Linked DNA regions of Anser cygnoides: region 1 is linked to region 2. A link is a contact called in public Hi-C data. All regions are on one chromosome and are shown on one strand. The core of a region is the stretch at or near the end of the contact, and the rest is flanking DNA. Distances in the headings are between cores, read along the strand shown. Region 1 overlaps LOC106034886 (a long non-coding RNA gene). Region 2 overlaps RREB1 (ras responsive element binding protein 1).

Evidence for each region. Hi-C and Micro-C count contacts between places; a contact is called where the count stands out from the background.
Region 1: a contact with region 2 is called in a Hi-C map of liver, with 2.1 times the contacts expected there. The contact joins two enhancer-like sites. A contact is called at or near these places in 2 of 7 Hi-C or Micro-C datasets (granulosa cells and liver).

Annotation. Positions count from the first base shown.
Region 1 is chr2:72,781,687-72,784,795 of Taihu_goose_T2T_genome, reverse strand. All of the region lies in intron 1 of LOC106034886 (a long non-coding RNA gene), which reads right to left. Among named protein-coding and RNA genes, the nearest start is that of LY86, 31 kb to the left of the region's middle. Within about 2 kb of position 1,520, at least 2 of the 3 cell types and tissues checked have open chromatin away from gene starts, as enhancers often do. A contact at or near this core is called in liver, where this site is marked.
Region 2 is chr2:72,553,776-72,557,030 of Taihu_goose_T2T_genome, reverse strand. The region is part of intron 9 of RREB1 (ras responsive element binding protein 1); the gene reads left to right. Among named protein-coding and RNA genes, the nearest start is that of SSR1, 35 kb to the right of the region's middle. Within about 2 kb of position 1,605, at least 1 of the 3 cell types and tissues checked has open chromatin away from gene starts, as enhancers often do. A contact at or near this core is called in liver, where this site is marked.

The sequences.
Region 1 (3,109 bases), core at 271-2,770, 230 kb before region 2:
AGAATTGTATAAATATGTATTATGAGGCAATCCTCTACAGACTAACACTTACAGGGTTAACTCTTCCCTTAGCACTCCCCTGCTCTCTTCTCTGGGACAGGGACTACATGGTTCTCCAGGGCTGCCCTGGCCCATTGAGAAAAGCCATCACATTAGCAGATATTCTCAGCCCAGCTCCCCCATTTGTCTCTCAGTGCTCTCTGATTTAAACATATGAGGAGCTGGCCTTAAACTAGACCTGATTTCAAGCGCATCAGTGTCTACAACAATTTCCCCAACAGCATGCAAGGAAAAAGATACAGAAGGAATAAAAATAGTGAGAAAACAAACAGCAATAAAAGTCAGAAATAAAGCTGCCTTTGTTCTGCTCTTAAACCTATACAGTGAAACAAAATATTTGCATAGAAAGATCCTGCTCGTGAGGCCTTAAAACTTTCTCCTCCCTCTGTTTCCATACCATTACGGTGTTTTTCATCCATGTCAGCTGCTCCCAGAAGCTCATTAAATATTTCCCCAATAAGTGAGACTGAGCACCACGTTCACCCACTGAGAACCCTCCGCCTCCATGGACACAGGACACTGACCAAGGAGCCTGAAAGGATCACAGAGGAGCAGTTAGCATCAGCCAGGAGACAAATTGCTAAGAGGGATTCAGGCATCTCCAGTTGGCGCAAAGCCTGAACAGAGAGATCGGACAGAAGAAGAGGCTCTCAAAGAACCCTGCCTGAGGCTCTGGGGGATTTCTGCCAGCGGGGTATTTTGATGATAAGGGTTGCAGAGCTTCTCAGTCTGTCAGGAATGAGCCTGCAAGATGGTAAAGCATTCCCCGTTGGCCCTATGATAATGCCTGTACTATCTAGTTATACAATAAGCCTTAGGTTGTTTTCCTAACCCAGGCAGCAGCTGGCAAAGCTAAAATGAGCTACTGTTGTCTCACACTGCAGTACAACAGCCTCACATGCAGTTTCCTTCTCCCTACCATATCTTCCCTCTTCCACTCAGCTGCACAGAGCATACTGATGCCATCAGTGCAGGAGCAAGGCACACCCAAACCATGCAGGGAACAACTTAGGAGGTTCAAACTCCAGCCGCTTTGATCAGGAGAGTGGCTCCACCAGAGCCAAAATAAATGTTTGCTGATAATCCCGTGCCCTCTGTTTGCTTGTGTGGCTCCCATTTTATTAGCTTTCTTATGGCAGGTTTTACAGCTGAGGTCAGAGTGATAAAATGCACAGATTGTTCTTCACCATGCTGATTTGTTTCTCCACAGTTTGATGCAGCCTTACCTTGAAAAATGCGATACTTTGATCCAGGGTGCTTTCTTGTCGCTTGCAAAACTTCACCTCCTTTAGCCACTTGACAAACAGTTAGAAAAGCAACAGGCTGTTCCAGGGCAGGAGGAGAGCAAGTCATAATCAGGTTTTCCTACTGAATGCTCAAGATACCCTTTACTGAAATACCCAAATCCTAAAGTACCCAAATCAAATGATGGTGCTTTACCTCTCTCCAAGGAGCGCTCTGCCTGTTGCCCCAGAGAACCCCTTGGGTAACTGCAGGACCAACATCAGATCACAAGATGCCAATCACTACCCCATCATCTCAGAAATGTCAGAGTCTGCTCAATAGCTTTTAATTCAGCCCAAAACACAATGCTACAACTTTCATCTGTTCTCCCTACTTTATTTATTCAAGTTACGCTCCCGCTAACCCATTTGGCTTTCCCATTCTGAAAGCCAAGAGAAAAATCAAAGAAGGAAAAAAGGGTTTTGTTTTTCCCTTATTTTTTCAAGTTCAAACTACTCAGGCTGGGAACTAAACCAAGCTGCATCAGTCAGCTGGAGACCAATTTACCTATTAACGGTGGCATAGCAAAAGCTGAAGAAGCCATCAGAAGCTTTCTGGTCCCAAGATGGAGTTCTTGTTGCTTTTCAACATGTTTAGAAATTACTACTCAGCCTTTACTGAATTTTATGAATGGAAAATAGTTTTGCCCCAGAGCCTGTATTTATTATTCATAGCTTGGTTTGTTCTCCCTGGATGTTAGGGAACTGTAGATCCAGATCAGGAATACACAATATTTTCCATCCCTAATTCTTTCATCAACACCTCTAAAGGTGAACACACAACAGAAGACACGTTTATAAACACATTGTTACCTTCTGGATGATGAGTACAAACAAACAAGCAGGCCTGAAGCCACTGCTAAGATGAGTTTTGCTTCTGCAGTTGCAGAACGTGGCAAGGAAACAACACTGCAGAGTTTTTCTACTCCACACCACTGCTGCTTGCTCACACAAGTCTCTCATAATCTTGTCTGAATAGCAAACCGCTGACACTGGCATTTGCTGGTCAGACAGAAAGAGCAAAATGGATGCAAATCCCCAGAACAACCAAGATAAGAAGCTCTAATTCAAGTAGACTCTGAAGTACCTCAGATTTTAAATCACACCTGAATACTCTGTGGCACGCACACACACAAAGGCACAACACATCATCTCCAGTCCTCCAGTCCATCTGTGAGGCAGTTCAGGGAAATTTTTCTGCATTGGCTTGGCTGCAATCACGATCTCTTCAGGCAGACCTTCACACAACTGAGATTTCCATCAGGATTATGAAGCATATTATCTGCAGATTTTCTGTGTTGTTTCTGCCTGGTTCTGTTTGTTTTGTTTTTGTTTTTTTTTTTTAACCTCCTACTTAAAATGAAACCCCAAACACTGATGAGACAGAGCTAACAACAGAAGAATATTAAGGTGTGAAACATCTTCTGCTCAATCTAAAACGAAGCAGCCAGACCAAGCAAAGCAGTTTGTCTGGACAGCAGTTTGCAGTCTAAAAGATGAAATAAGTGGAGAGGCCTCCTAGAAACAGACTGGTGGTCACACAGCAGAAAGGGCTGGTAGGAAGACTCAATCTAATTTGAATGAAGTCCAACACTTCAATTGTATTCTGCTGCTATGAGTCCTTCAGCAGCAGAACTCGCTGAAGGAGCTCCTGGTCCTGTCAACACACAGGAGTTGTGCTGTGGTTTTATTTGCTTATTTTAGGCTCAGTTAGTTCCCTGGCCTGCTTCCTACCACAAATCCTTCCACGCAGCTGAAGGGTCAAA
Region 2 (3,255 bases), core at 356-2,855:
TGCTTGTGCAGACAGTGCTGGGCTGGTCAGAGTGGTTCGACCTGCCCCCAGTAGACAGAGCCCTGGGCCACGGTTGGATAACACAAAGCACTTCGCCACCGTACTGGCTCGACCTGTTCCCAACTGTTCATCCCCACAGCTGTAACTGACCTAGCTGCCCAAAAAAATGAAAAGGGCAAGGGGAGGGACCAGCAGTCTGAGATCAGTTCCTGGATCCGGCTCGCGGTGCAGCCCTAAAAAGAGCACATTGATGCAGCCGAGGCGTGGAGCTGGCAGCATCGCTTGGGAGGCGCTGGAGACGGATGCTGTTGAAATTGGCTTTGCTATCAAACGCTTTGTGTCTTCAAATAGCAGCTTCAGAAAGCAAGAAAGGAGCCCAGCTCCTGTGCTGGTAGCATTACCGCGTGCACTTTGTAGCACGGCTGAGTGTTTCTAGCAGGCTTCACCAGCTGGTGTTTAATCACAGGCCAGAATCATTCAGCAGCTTTGGACCTGTGGTCTTCCTCCACCATCCAAGCAAAATGGATTTCAGAATCAGTGGAAGTAAATTACAATTTGATGCTGTGGCTCGGTTTAAAAGGGGTAATTTCTCTTTTCGTTCTGGGTGAGCGTTGTGGTTGGGAATCACAGGAGAAGCCCTGTGAAGGCTAGACCTGCAAGTGAACCATAGTCCAGATTGCACTGTATGCTGAAAGGAAAGGGAATGAGGGGAGATGCTTGGGAGGCATTTGGTCTGCCCTAAAGGAAGTGGAGAGGAAAGCTTTAAGGTGAGGTGTAAGACAGGACGCACAATTCAATAGAGTGTCATTGGGAACAAGTTTATAGAGGGCTTCTTTTGGTCTTGCTTTAAAACGAAAGGAAAAACAGGATGGTGGCTTTGAATAGGAGTCGGGCAATGTGTGTAAGCGATGGGGCTCATGCGTGTCCTTGCTTGGTGGAGCAGAAGGAGCAGCCTGACGACAGCTCGTGACACAGGAGGAGAGTATCTAATCCAGGAGGGGTGGCTCACAGCGCTCGGGCCAGGGCAGAGTGCTGCAGCTGTACGGTGGAGCAATTTAGTGAATCGCCCACTTTCATCATGTTAAAGCAAGCCTGCCCTCGCCTCCTTAGGCCCTTCTGAATGCTCCTTTCTTGTGACAAAATGTAGTCGATGGAGGTGAGATGTGGGATGGGAATGGGGTAAGGGATTATCTGTTACATAATTCAGAAAGACACTTTCCTAAGGAAAGATCACTTTCTTTAAAGAGCTTGCTTCTGATGTGAGAGAGTCAAAAACAACTGCTCTGTGCTAACTAGGCAAATATTTACGAAGTAAGTATGCTCAACAGTGAATTTTCCGATTAGTCTTTAGCAGAATTCATCTTTGCTCTAGAAATCTGCCACTCTGTGATCACCACAGAAATCATGTGAGCCCTGGTTATAGCGGAGGACTTTTTGTTTTTCCAAACTGTCATAGTTGTCTGTACCTCTGAACTACATTTGTGGTTATTTCCTAGAGGACAAAGGGCTTGAAACTGCATTTTCTGTCAGACAAAGTTTAACAGCCACTCCAGAGCTGTGGCTCACGGCAAAGCAAGAGTTGCTTAGAGCAGGAGTGAGTGGCAAACAGAAGAGCCATGAAGTTGGACTGAATGCTAGAGCTGTTGTGTAGAAGATACTGAGGACATGATATATAACTTCCTGAGTGTATTGCCAGCTTTACATAAAACTGCCTTTCTGATAAACAGGAGAATTCACTGTGAACTGAAAGTCTCTGGCCTTTTTTCCCCCAGTTCAGTGCAGATTTCCACTTGCTAGGTGCAGTCAGATCTGGTCCTGAATGCCTTTGTTTGTGTTGGTGACTTGAACTGCTCACTTGAAGGTACCGGGGGATCCCAGCTTGTGTAAAAGGCAAACATCATTGTGCTCTTCATCTGTTCTCCAGGGTATTAGTTTCAACCAGCTGTTTCATTTAATAACCCCTTTCCAGTTTTGGTTCTCTCCTTTTTCCCCAGATGTGTTTAGTTCCCTTTACTTTAAAAAGTCCTTTTCTATCTTTAATTTTTTAATTTCCAAGATATGAACGAAGATCCCTCAACCATGGGCAAATTAAATATTTAACTTTGTGTATGATTTAATGTGTTGTAATGAAGGTGGCTAAATGTTAGAGTGTTTACAATAAAAATGGACAAAGATAGCCCCCATGTTTTTGCAAGGTGACTGCAGGTTGGAAAGATGTTCTCCAAATTGTGGGTAGAAGAGCAGCAGGGTGCAAGTTCATAAAAAGTACCAAACTTACTAAGCTGCTACCACCTAGTGGTGGCTGGGCCTATTGTAAAATAATAAAAAAAAGAAAAAGCTGGGGTTATTTCAGTTAACATAGGAAAAATAGTAAGTCATTGGCTCATCCGACTGGTAATGCCAGCTGCTTGTCCAACATTCATTTCCAGTGCTCTGTCTGCTCCAGTTTTGAGCATTATTTATGTGATGGGTTTGCTGACATTTCTCTTGGGATGTCAGGAGTGTTTGGCAATAAACACTTGCTTTAAAGTCCCCAAATCGTTTCCACTACAACACCCTGTTTTATCTAATAACTCCTCAGTATCTCAAGCTCTACTCTCTATTCCACCTTAGTTCCAAGGAAAAAAAACACACAGGAAAACAGAACCAAACCAGCAGACTCCCCACCTTGATCTCTATCTGCTCTTTTATCTGAAACTTTCCATGTTCAGTGTGTCTCTCTTGATAATTTTGTTTGTGTATGCAGGAAAGCAGTTTACTCCTTGTTTTGTTTCTTGCTTGCCACCTCTAAAAGACAAAGTGGACTGTTCTGAATAGACCGACTTAAAATTGCAGCTTGAATTGTAAATAGACTTCAGCAAAAGTCTTTTCTTGCCACAGTTTGAAGGAAAAAGTGATTTTGGCTACAGCTATATAGTGGTTTCTTTCATGCAGTAGGAAAAGTTTTTGCATTCTCAGATGGAGTCCTTGAGGTTTTGCTTATGAATATATCTCCTGAGAAGTTTGTTTTTTCCCAGAAGCTGAAGAGGCAGCAGCCGAGCTGCAGCTTCACATGGCCGCCTCCCTGTGGCCTCACCTCCCCGCCTGTCCACTCCCTCTCTTACGTCTCCCATCTTCTTTGGCTCCTGTGTCACAACTCTTTGACTCCGTGAAACTGTGCCACCTTCATTTCCTCGCCTCAGAGAAGCAACACAAACGTGGTCAGCCAGGACAAGGTTGTGTGCTCTGTAGGGGCTTTTGCAAGGGCAGCTCTCT